Linked DNA regions of Ovis aries: region 1 is linked to region 2. The links are chromatin contacts, called in public Hi-C maps. All regions are on one chromosome and are shown on one strand. The core of a region is the stretch at or near the end of the contact, and the rest is flanking DNA. Distances in the headings are between cores, read along the strand shown.

What was found. A called contact is a pair of places that touch in the nucleus more often than the background predicts.
Region 1: a Hi-C map of muscle shows a contact between it and region 2, with 6 times the contacts expected there. The contact joins the enhancer-like site here to the promoter of TRAPPC3 in region 2. A contact is called at or near these places in 5 of 16 Hi-C or Micro-C datasets (hypothalamus, liver, muscle and 1 more).

Annotation. Positions count from the first base shown.
Region 1 is chr1:11,157,197-11,163,363 of ARS-UI_Ramb_v3.0, forward strand. THRAP3 (thyroid hormone receptor associated protein 3) reads left to right here. Exons shown (of 13, transcript XM_060419660.1): 4 at 1-74; 5 at 4,353-5,258. Among named protein-coding and RNA genes, the nearest start is that of SH3D21, 17 kb to the right of the region's middle. Within about 2 kb of position 3,600, at least 2 of the 54 cell types and tissues checked have an H3K27ac peak or open chromatin away from gene starts, as enhancers often do. A contact at or near this core is called in muscle, where this site is marked.
Region 2 is chr1:11,052,523-11,058,950 of ARS-UI_Ramb_v3.0, forward strand. It overlaps TRAPPC3 (trafficking protein particle complex subunit 3), which reads right to left and starts at 1,861. Exons shown (of 6, transcript XM_042245486.2): 1 at 1,719-1,861.

The DNA.
Region 1 (6,167 bases), core at 2,350-4,849, 110 kb after region 2:
TCTCGTTCTCGTTCGTTTTCGAAGTCTCGATCCCGAAGTCGCTCTGTCTCTCGTTCAAGGAAGCGCAGGCTGAGGTAAGGGGGTATGACTGTATAATGAGATCATCATTGGTTTGTCCGTGCGAGTCTCTGAAGATCTTCTGTTAGACTCTTTCTGTGAGTGTCAAGTGGAGGTAGGGCATTAGTTTGAGGTGAAATGTTGGGCTGTAAGATATTCCAGGTCTCTTCAAACACTACAACTCTAAATCAGCTTTGATTGCCATGCTGTTTGCCTAATTCCTTTTCTTTCCTGCCAGCAGATACTGTTTTTCCTCTACTTTGAAAGAAAGAATATTTTTTTAAAGCTACTTGCTTCACATCTCTGTACCAGATTGTTTTCCACTGAAGTATTTTTGGAGGCTTGGGCCAAAGTTTAGTTGCATCATTAGCAAAGAAAAGATAGCTAAGAAGAGTAATAGTATAATCAACATTGCAAGAAAAAGAAAGCATAACCCACTAAAATAAACCTTAAAAAAAGAATCAGTAGTCACTTACATACACCTGATATGCCACTTACTAACAAGCTGCATCTATTTAGTAAAACTCATCTTAAAACTACCTAAAAGTCACTATTGTAGGCATCATTTTGCCTAAATGTGCAAATACTTCTTTTGAATTTATCACCAATATACTTTAATTAATTTCTACACCTTTAGTTGGATTATTTCCTTATTTCAGCTGTGTCTTGGAATAGGGTGCCAAACTTCCAGCATCTTTTTTTTCTTTTTAATTTAAATTTACTTATTTTAATTGAAGGCTAATTACTTTACAGTATTGTATTGGTTCTGCCACACATCAACATGAATCCTCTACGGGCTATTTTTCATTCTTTAAAACTTAATTTTATTTTGTGAGTGGGTAAGAACCTTTTAATAAATGTAAGTTTCTATATGTGTGTTAGAGAAATATTGATCATTTAAATATTTAAACACCAAAATCATTCTTTTTGTCAGAGTTGCAATAGGCAAGGACATGATTCTCAGTGTTCCCACTTGGAGCCCCTGCTGATTATTTTAGGTGAATGTCCTCAGATTGGTAGGATTCTCCCCTACCCTCACCTTCCCAACGAGAACAAGTTAATTCTTAAATGGAATCTCTGAGAAGCCTTTTTGAAAATTAATTTCAGAGTAGAGATTGAACAAAAAGTAGGTGTGCAAACGTGATGACTTCCATATAGTGTAGAGTAGGAAGTTTCAAACTCTGGGTCTCTCCTTCAAAAGAAACCCTCCATTAAAAAAATAATAATAACATTATGTTTTGAGGGTCACCAGTCTTAGCTTTGGAGAAGGCAATGGCACCCCACTCCAGTACTCTTGCCTGGAAAATCCCATGGACGGAGGAGCCTGGTAGGCTGCAGTCCATGGGTTGCTAAGAGTCTGACACGACTGAGCGACTTCACTTTCACTTTTTACTTTTATGCATTGGAGAAGGAAATGGCAACCTATTCCAGTGTTCTTGCCTGGAGAATCCCAGGGACAGGGGAGCCTGGTGGGCTGCCATCTCTGGGGTCACACAGAGTCGGATACGACTGAAGTGACTTAGCAGCAGCAGCAGCAGCAGTAGTCTTAGCTTTGTTTTTCTCTCCCATATTTCTTGGGCACATACTTTTATTATATCAGGCTTTGTGCTAGATAGAGTGTCTGTTGCCTAATTGTGTTAGAATCTCTAAAAGTAAAGTTCCATCGCATTTTCTTACACTGCCCCCCTACCCCCCAAGAAAGAGGGAAAATCCACTGAATATATTTACCTCAGGAAGTTGCTAACAAGGCCATAAGACTAAGCAGGGACTGCTAGTGAACTCCACCTTACACCCAGATTCTTTTGATCTGGACTGTTTAACTCAGTTTTAGCTCATTTGGTTCTACAGGTAATTTTAAAAGTTAATTTAATAAATGGAGACTAAGTAATTGGTCCAAAAAGAAGAGTCTGTACAACTGAAACTGAGAGAAAGAATTGAACTGACATAAACCAAAATGAAGAATGCTCACCAACTCTGCAGTATTGGTGATAACTGGTTTTCTGGACAGATCGCATCTCCTTATTGCACATATCATTTGGCATGGCCATCAACTTGGTAAATGAGGGAAAGATATCTTAGGCAGGCAGTATGTTTTGGGGTAGGTCTGGAGTCACTCTATGTGCTGTCTTAATGCCTGGAAGATTATTTTGGAGGAATATCTTTACTAGAAAAATGTTTTTATATTTAATTCTAGTCTGACTTCTCTGTTTTTTAGAAACAGATAAATTTGCCACTGGATGTTCAGTTTTTATTTCTGGCTTATCTGTTTCATGTTTTTCTTTTGTTTCCCCTCTCCTATAAGGAAAGTATACTATCCAGAGAGTTTGAGAAACCATGTCTTTAATTTAACTTAACTGCTGAGTTCTACAGAACTGGAGAAAATTGGTTGTTTCCTTATATTTCACAGACTGTATCCTTTTAAGTGACTTCTAAATAACTTCATTTGCAATCTGCAGAGACTCATGTTCCTGCATCTGTGCAGTGACTGCGGGTTTTGGATGCAGTGTGCCGCAGGGCCCTCACTAATAATTGGTGACAGAAGCAGCAGTAGCCTGTGAGGATGGGAGCATGAATTAAACCCTCCTCAGTGCTGGTGGTCATCACCTACCTCAAGTATAGCCTTAAATCGGGTCATATTCAGTTTCATAGCCGCGTCTGCTTCTCCCTTCTTCTTTCTTGTATTGTTACTGTTTTCGAATGAAAAGTGTGAAAGGTAAGTTTTGTTTTGTTTTGTTTTGTTTTTAATCATACTTAAATAGCAACCATTAACAGCCAGCAATTTGCTGCATCTTTACCAGGTCTTGTTCTTGGGGTAGATAAAGAACCTGAACACAATGGGTAGTGGAAAACCAATCCTATTTTATCTTCCAAGTTTCTTTCTAAACATAACATTTTATTTAGTTGTTAAAACCTGTCACATTACTAGTTGTTAAAACCTGTCACATTGCTAAGTGGAGTTATTTATAAAACTTACAAGCAAACAGATAAAAAGGTATGGTTCCAATTAGGTCTGATATTGGAAGGCCTGCTTATGAACTGAAGGGTTTTTATTCTGTATATAAAGAAAATTTGGGGGGAGTTTTCTATTAATTTTACATATTTCTAGGTAACTGTTAATACTTAGGAGTAGTGACCAATTAATGCTCTATATTATAGTTGACACAATAAGTGGTATTGAGGAAGCCCAGTAAATTCCTATACCAGCAAGTACAGCTTTTGGCTTTTTGATGGAAACAGACCTCCTTGTCATCGATAAGTCTGGCATTTGTAAACATCTAATATCATCCCAGCCCAGTTCCTGGAGGTACTGCAATATCAGGTTGATGCCTGGAGTGGACAGAGCCTGCTCCAGAAACCCACTTAATAGTGAACATGTGATTTTTACGGAGTTAGATGACTGTTCAGTCCCTATAGTTCTGGAAATGGGCCTTTGCTAACTCAGAGTTCTGTATTGTTAAATGAGGAAGAGCACTGGCCTGACAGATGTGCAGGTGTGGGGGTGTTTGTAGTCTCTTGGCTGCCATGTTGTGTGCTTGGGTGTGTTATGGTCAGATGGTGCCCTCTTGTGGCACCTGTGGAAGACCTTGTAGTTCAGCCATAGAAACTTGACCTTCTAGAGAGTGAGACCATTTCCAGATTCCCAGTTTAAAAAAACAACAATATTTACTTGGTTTGTTGATCTGATTTCAGTTGAAATTTTTTTTAAGCTTTGAACAGATGCATTCTCTCAGTCCCTATTTAAGTGTTCTTTGGTTTCGACATGTCGCAGCTGTATTTCACAAACCCAAATCTTGGTGGAAGCCAAGAAATTAGCCCTGCACAGACAGAGGTGGGTGGGATAGGGAATAAACCAAGTGAGGCCAGGGGACCTGAAGACTTAACTCTCTGGGTACCACAACTTGCAGTTCGTCCTCTCCTCCAGTGATGTGGGGACGTATCTGTAAAATCCTCTGCGCCTGTGAAACTAATTAGTATACTATATTAAAATGTTTAGTACATTGAGAGCATTTTTATATTCCCTCAGTCACTGTAGAAATATATCGCCATGTAGAATGTGCTACAGTAGCATTAATGAGTCATCTCAGTGTCTGGTTTGTTAAAGTGATCTTTTAATTTTTGTACTTAATGTGGCCATAAGAGTAGAGTAGGATTAACTATTTAAGTTTGTACCTTTTGTTTGAAAATAAATGATACATAAGAGTAGGGCTTTACCTCTTTGTTGGCAGGTTTTTCTTGAATGAAAATGCTTGTGTCAAAAATTCAAACTTTTCTTCCGTCCCCTGCCCCTCTTTCAGTTCTAGGTCTCGTTCCAGATCATATTCTCCAGCTCATAACAGAGAGAGAAATCACCCAAGAGTATATCAGAATCGAGATTTCCGAGGTCACAACAGAGGCTATAGAAGGCCCTATTATTTCCGTGGGCGCAACAGAGGCTTTTATCCATGGGGCCAGTATAACCGAGGAGGCTATGGAAACTACCGCTCAAATTGGCAGAATTACCGGCAAGCATACAGTCCTCGTCGGGGCCGTTCCCGATCCCGGTCTCCAAAGAGAAGGTCCCCATCACCAAGGTCCAGGAGCCACTCCAGAAACTCCGATAAGTCTTCCTCTGATAGGTCAAGGCGTTCCTCGTCCTCTCGCTCTTCCTCCAACCACAGCCGAGTTGAATCTTCTAAGCGCAAGTCTGCGAAGGAGAAAAAGTCCTCTTCTAAGGATAGCCGGCCGTCCCAGGCTGCTGGTGATAACCAGGGAGATGAGGCCAAGGAGCAGCCATTCTCTGGAGGCACCTCTCAAGACCCAAAAGCATCTGAGAGCTCAAAGCCGTGGCCAGATGCCACCACATACAGTGCTGGTTCTGCATCACGGGCCTCAGGGGTGTCTGAGCTGAGTCCCCGGGAGCGAAGCCCAGCTCTCAAAAGCCCCCTCCAGTCTGTGGTGGTGAGGCGGCGATCACCTCGTCCTAGCCCTGTGCCAAAACCTAGCCCTCCACTTTCCAGCACATCCCAGATGGGCTCAACTCTGCAGAGTGGTGCTGGGTACCAGGGTGGGACTCACCAAGGTCAGTTTGACCATGGCTCAGGGTCCTTGAGCCCATCCAAAAAGAGTCCTGTGGGTAAGAGTCCACCAGCCACTGGCTCAACATATGGCTCATCTCAGAAGGAGGAGGCTGGTGCTCCAGGAGGAGCAGCTTATACAAAGAGGCAAGTACCTCATTTTCCCCTTTCTGTTTTTATCTCACCAGCTGGCAATTTAGTTGTAATATGATCCTTAGAGCTCTGATTAATAGTAATACGGTAATTCCCATTTCCTAAAGTTTCGTTTCGCCAGTTTGAAAGCATCATCCAAGGAAACCTTTAGCTTAACTCTGGTTTTCCTACCTTCCTGAATTTGTATTGCAGCACAAATTCTAGATTACTCTGCAATGATGTTTTCACATTTAAAGTTTGCCTTGGATTCTACCAGTGTAAGCCAGAGAACAGTAGAGATTTGTGGGTCAGCTATCAAAAAAATGTGGTCTTTACCAAAATGAATGGCTATTGGCGCTGTTAGACCCTCTAAGATCCACCTATGATCGATCTGCACCCGCCCATCATGATGAAGAGCTGCACCCTCCCACCCTGCAGTTGAGGAGACTGGGCAGAATGGGAAAGTCCAAGGCTTAGTCCAGGAAGACCTTGTTATAAAAGCACAAGGTGGGTGTATATTCCAGTAGAAGCCAAGCGGGCTGCATGTTAGGAGAGGACATAATAGCGCTTCTGTTTTTCTACCCTGAGGGACACGGTGAGTTGGAGCATGAGTCTTTGTTTTGTGTGGTTGTATGCATTGGGATGGCAGAAACGTAACAGGGAAGTTGCATTGGGACCACGTTGTCAAGAGGGACCTACGGAGCAGGTGCCCCTCCTGCCCCCAACTCCCCCTTTTTCTCTTATTAGCTTTTTCTTTGATGCCCTGCTGTCCCTTTGGTTCCTTTTTTGGTTCTTTTTTTTTTTTTTTTGCCATATTAATGCAACTGTAATTTGATTAGACTTTTTCCATAAATGGTACAGATAAGATGTTCAGAACCTGTACTTCCCAGCCTTCAGTAAGTCTGCTTTAAAATACAGGTTTTG
Region 2 (6,428 bases), core at 611-3,110:
GCCAAAACTAAGTGAATACTGAGGGATGCCGGGTGGGGACTGAAGGTTCCTGCTAAACTTGTATTAAAAGTTTCAATGTTGGTTTCAAGTTTTTAAAAAAGATACGAAAAAGAGTTAGATATGAAAACTAAACAGGAAAACTTCTGATATCTGCTCACAGAGGAAAAGGAGAGGAAAATAAACATATATGATGTCCCTTGCATTTTACACTGTTATCTCACTTAATCCTAGAAAGGCATTATTTCCCCATTGTATAGATAAGTAAACTGAGGACCAATCAGGATTCCAACAAATATCCATGCTTTTTACAATACATCAGGGGTCACCAACCTCTGGGATCTAAGGCCTGATGATCTGAGGTGGAGCTGATGTAGTAACAGAAATAAAGTGCACAATTATGTAACGCGCTTGAACCATCCCCAAATCACCTGCACCCCACGCCCCATGGAAAACTGGCCTCCATGAAACTGGTTCCTAACTCCAAAAAGGTTGGGGACCGCTAACCTGCATGACACTGCTGCCTAGCAAAACACTCTTCTTCCTTTTTCTTCTTATTTCCTCCAAAACAGGAATTCTTAACCTATGATTCACAGAGTATTTTCGGGGGCCCACAAGTTCCCCCTAAATGTAAGTAAATGTCTGTTTATGTTTGTCTATTTACTATTCCTGGGGAGGTCCACAGCTATTATCTACTTTTCAAAGAGATCCGACAGAGGAAAAGTACAGTACTACTCTGGAGTAACAGGGCCTCCTGCTGCCCATATTTGGTGGCTGTTCCTGGTATAAGATACAAAGGTGTAATGGAAGTTGTCATCTTTTGTAGAGCTGAGTGTCAACAAAAGGCCGCAGATCTGCCCTGCATGCGACCTTCAATAACTCAGTTTGTAAATCAGAAAATAAAGACAAATGGGCAATTCTAGAGGAAGTAAGAAGATGCCAAAGAAAAGAAACACCTGTCAAGAAATCCCCTTAGTTTGGAGAAAAACATCATCCACTTTACTTTCCAGGCCAGCCCCCATCGGCAGCCAAACTTTCTAGGATAGATGGTGTCCTACTATTTCCAGGACAAGAAAGGAGCCTGTCCACCTTCACCAGAGGGGGACCACTTACGGTCTACTCTGGCCCACCCCCTTACTCTCTTGCTTTCTGGTTAAATCAGTACCTGAGCATCTCACAATGCCCACGGCACAATGTGGGAGACATTATAGTCCAGTAGTCTGAAGCATTAGCTTTGAAGTCAGAGAGACACGGGTTCAAATCCTAACTCGTCTTAGCTGTAAATAGGGGCAAGTTATGCAACCTCTGAGTTTTGAAACGGCGATTTTATCATCCACCTGACGAGTTATTTTGCTGGTTAAATGAGATAATAGACGTAAAGTGCTTGGCCCAGCGCCTAATGCAGCAAGAGAGCAACAGTGGGAGCTACTATTATCGTCGCCGTCGTTGTTGGTCTCGTACCCAATCGCACTCAGGTGGCGGGGGAAGAGGTCTTCGAGCTCCTCCAGCGGCCCTCCAACCTGCCCCGCACCCGGCACGCTCCCAGAGCTAGTCTCCGCTCTCGACCCACCAATGAGCCCCTTTCTTCCCTCCAGCGGAACCACTCCCTCCCAGGGCTGGTAGAAGGCGCCTTTCCAGTTGAGACTTGCACCCCGCGCTGGGCCCCTTCCCCAGAACACCTCCATTCCGCCCCACCCGCCGAGGTCACACGCTCCGGTTACCATTTTCTTGCTCTCGGTGCCACGGTTCGCCTGCCTCGACATGGTGCCAGCCGCCTTACCCTGCCTCGCCACAGACCCACTCGGCAACCCCTCCCAACACTGCTCGACCCAGCTCGCTGCCCCCTCAGCGTTAAGGATTGACCGGCACCGACTCACCGCGCCTGCGCAGCTGGCCGCGGGGCACCACGGGATTCGTAGTCCGGCAGACGAGGGTTCTTCCCGCCCAATAAACGCCGGACCACAGCACCCAACAGCCCCACTGGCAACACCGCCCCTTAGTGCAGCCCGACTACAACTCCCAGAATGCTCCGCGCACAGAGGACTCTTGTAACATGGCTCCCTATCGCCTGGTTTATGGCCGCTGGGTGGCGTCCGCAGCTTGCAGTAATCCTGTATCATCCACACAGTTCTTTCCCACCCTGCCTAATCGTCACTCTGATGCTCCGCAAATTCCTCCCGCCAGGGATGGTCTTGGAAAGTCCCTCTTTCAAACTAGCTTCTTCCGCTGTTGCTGCAATTCAGAGGCAGAAGCTCCCAGGATGTCCCAGAAAATTGGCCATGGCTCCTACACAGATCTGGCTGCTGCTTTACAAAAATATTTGATGACCACCTACTATGTGACAAGTATTTCACCAGTGACTTTCTCTTCGAACCGTCATCTGTCCCCAAACCCCAAAGGCAGCGAGCACCTGCATCCTACCACCGTGGCTTCCTGATGAAATATCCAGTCTGATAAAGTTCAGGTCAATTTCTCCCTCTCTCTTCCCTAGAACAAGACTGGTTCCCAGAAAAGAAAGATCACGTTGGTAGCAGCCGGTTCTGGATTTTAATCCTAGCTTTGCCATTTTAGGCAAATTGCTGGCTCTCTTGGTTGTTGTGAAGGTCGGTGAGACATGTATGCAGAGCACTTGGCACAAAGTAAACGTGCATTCCCTTTCTTTCAGCCACTCTGAAAGCACAGCCCTGCAAACAGGCCCCAGAAATACGAGGGGAATGAGCGGGCCACACCCTCACCCATCACCAAAGGGAAGTCCTACCGTCCCTGACCATAGTTCTTTGGTTTCAGCTCCAACCATCCCTGCCTGGCTAGTCAGTTCTGAGAGGACTGTGCTGAGTCCCTGAGCCCCGTCTTCTGATTTAGGCCTGGTAGCCTGACTCTGGCAGCTGCATTCTAGCCCCTAGTCTTCACCATGACAACCAGCCCGACCAGACTTGAGCCATCCTGGCTGGGGAAGGCTGGGGGGCCCAAGCTGCTCAGCCTGAAAACCAGTACCCAAGATTCCCCCAGTCTGTCCCTCTCGGTGCAGAACCAATTATTATTTTACTCTTCTCCTGTGGCACAGACATGCTGGGGACTCTCTAGAGGCAGTGACCTTTGACTCTGTCCTGTGTCAGTGCCTGGGCTGAGGGCTCTGGGAAGGAACATGAGGGTCAGTTGGGGGTGGGGATGAGAGAGCAGGGGTGGGCTAGCCCTCAGAGGCCAGCAAAGTTAGAGAAGAACCTCCTGCATTCCCAGGAGAGAGGACAGCTGAGGTGAAAGCTGCAGTTGGCTGGCCTGTCTGTTGGTCTGGGCTCCTCCCTGCCGGCTGCCCTTGGCTGCCCACAGAAACCTGAGTCACAGTCACAGCCAGCCGCTCGACCCCACCCAGCCTGCTGTCAGGCCAGGCGGAGCCTCTCCCTGCCCATCTTACAGCCTCTTGAGATTCTTCCCCTCTCTGCCTGTGATTCCTCCTTTTGGCTTCTTTTTCTTTGGGACTCCTCCTCCAAGGGAGAGTCAGCAGTCCTGAATCAAGGGTGGGGGCGGGGTCCTTTCCAGGCTAGTCTAAAAGATCTCCTGGCTCCTTAGTAACTTCTTCAAGGGCTCTCAGTCCCAACTACCAGTCCCTCTCCATCACCTCTTGGGGGCCAGGACATTTAAGAACAACAGGCACCCTCCTCCCCAGCTTCACCCTGGCTCCTTGGGTGCTCAGGGCTCCAGGAAACTAATGCAGCAGGGATAGCCCCCCTTCCCTAACAGGAGCACTAGAGCCCCCGCTCCAAGAACCCAAAAGGTTGAACCTATTTAATCCCGAATCTGAGTTCCTTCTCCCACCAATCCCTCTCTGTTACTTCCCCTCTGCAAGATCTGGAGGGAGGGAAGCCGTATTGCAGCTGGTGTCAACATTGGCCTTTGAGGACATTCCCCACCTCCAGTCCCAGGGAGTGAGCCCTGGAGGTTACAGTTCCCTAGCAGAGTGGTCTGGGTTAGAGACCCCTTCTTGCTGTTGTGCCTTGGGGGTAGGGTGGATGTGAGAATCTGATGTCTGGTCTCTCAAATTGCACCCACCATGAGGCCCCTCCTACTTCCTACTTGTGTAGGAGTGGAGACAGCCTCCAGGGCCTTGGTCCCAATTCATATCTCTTTGTCAAGTCACCCAGTGATTTCCTTCATCTCTTGGATGATCCACTTTGGACCCTCCCGCACCTAACCTAGGAGGTTGGTAAATGCTCTTGCTCCTGCTCTCCCCCTAGTGGGATCAGGAGGGGGACATATTTCAGTGACCTGACTCCTAGCCGCAGCCCAGCGTCACGGTAAGACTGACAGGTCATTCAAGCCTGTTTCCTGAAGGGGGAGGGGACTGCCCTGGGTGTAGGGGAGGAACTTGGGAGACCACAGAGTTCCCTGGCCCCTCACTGGAAGAAGGCAGGGCATTCTCAGTCGCCAATGATGTTGCAAGTGCCCTGCTTGCTCCTTCTCTGGGATGTCTAATGCTTAGGGGGCAACATGGAACACTTGCACCCAGCCCCAAACTCAGAGATACCCACTCTAAATCTGATCAATTGCCAGGGCCTGGGATGCACCAAGGATCCTGATCCATTAGGGGGCATAATGGAGAGGAGTCCACTCCATCTTTCTCTTCCAACTGCATCAATCACAGGACATCAGTGCTCTCAGGACTTCCTGTGGACCCACCAAGTGTGTAGGAAGCCTCCTGGGGCTGGCCAGGAGAACTGACCATCAAGTTGACTAACAACTGGGAAGTGCAGGTGCCTCCACCCTCAGTCCAGGGAAGGGTTCCTCAACCTCAGTACCATTGACATTCCAGGCCTGATGACTGTTCAGGAGGTGCTCTTGTGCGTTGCAAGATGTTAAACAACATCCTGGTGTCTAAGTACTAGATGCCAGTAGCATCCCTAGTTGTGACAACCACAAATGCCTCTAAACATTGCCAAATGTCCCCTGGGGTGGAAAACTGCCTCTGATTGAGAACCACTGAGTAGGCTAATGCTGACTCCTTGCAGGCACTCCTCAAAGTCAATCCTAGATCATTAGACACAATGGAAGATTTCCAGTTCTGAAGCATTGCTCACCCTTCTCCTTCTGAAGAACCTTCAACAGCTCCCCAGTATCTACATCATGTAGTTGCCATCCCTGGCCTATCTCTTCATCTTCAGTTACTGTTTGCCCCTCTACTATGATTGAGCTCCAGGTATTGAAGGTATCTCACAATTCCCACTTATGTATGTCTTTGTTCCTACTGCACTCTCAAGATTGTGGGTACAGAACCCAGATGGCTCTCCCATATTGGGTTCTGTTCATGAATTCTCGGTCTAATCACTGCCTGGCTCAGTGTGGGCCTGGTAAGCTCTAGAAGATGCAGGCCCAGAGGTCTCTGACCTCACAAAGGACTCTGCCTGGACTCTGCCATCCACATGGTCCCCTCACCCTGCAGATAGAATGACTGACAACAAAGATGGGGCTCTGCTCCTCATCCTAATCTGCTTTTACTTCTGAATGCCCACCATCATACTTATTTATTAAGCACTTTGTACGTGCCAGGCTCAGTGCTAAGCATTTCATCCATGTTGCATTATTTAACCTTTACAGCAAACCCATGATAGCTCATGGTATTACTATTTTCCTAATTGTTTAGGTGAGCAAACTGGGTTTCAGAAAAGTTAAGACAGTAGCTTAAGGTCACCAGCTCTAGTTGTAGGTCTTCTAGCATTATCCTTTTCTAATGTTTTTGGACTGGGGAAGGCCCTCCTTGACTCTGGAAGAGGGTTCAGACCTTCAGCTACTCACTCCTCCCAGGACTGTTTGCTCCCAGGTTGCCTGAGACCCAGACCCTTTTGTTTCCAACCTTCTCCCCTTAAATGACTGCTTTCTGGGAGTTCACTGGTTTAGTCCAGTGGTAGAGTTAGCCTGCCAATGCAGGGGACATGGGTTTAGTCCCTGGTCTGGGAGGATTCTACATGCCGTGGGGCAACAAAGCCCATGTGCCACAACTCCTGAGCCCCCACTCTAAAGCCCAAGCTCCAAATCAAGAGAAGGCACTGCAGTGAGAAGCCCATGCCCTGCCATGAAGAGTAGTCCCCACTTGCCGCAAGTAGAGAAAGCCCACCCACAGCAACCAAGACCCAGTGCAGCCAAAATAAATAAAGTCAAAATAAAAAATAAATGACTGCTTTCTGGAGTTGCTCAAAGGAAGAAGACACTGGCAGGAAAGGGGGGCAGGAGGACAACAGGTCACTGGGCCTCATCTCTGGGCGATGGAGAACTAGACAACTGACCTTCTGGAGGTCAGGACAAAGGGCAGAGATGGGGTGCGCAGGGCCCAGCTGCGCCTGCTCCTTCCGCCCCGTCAGTCCCTGCAGCAGCAGCATCGATCCACCTTCCCAGCAAGCTCCCCCCTCTCTGCCCAGGCTGAGCCTGACTTGGCTTGAGGC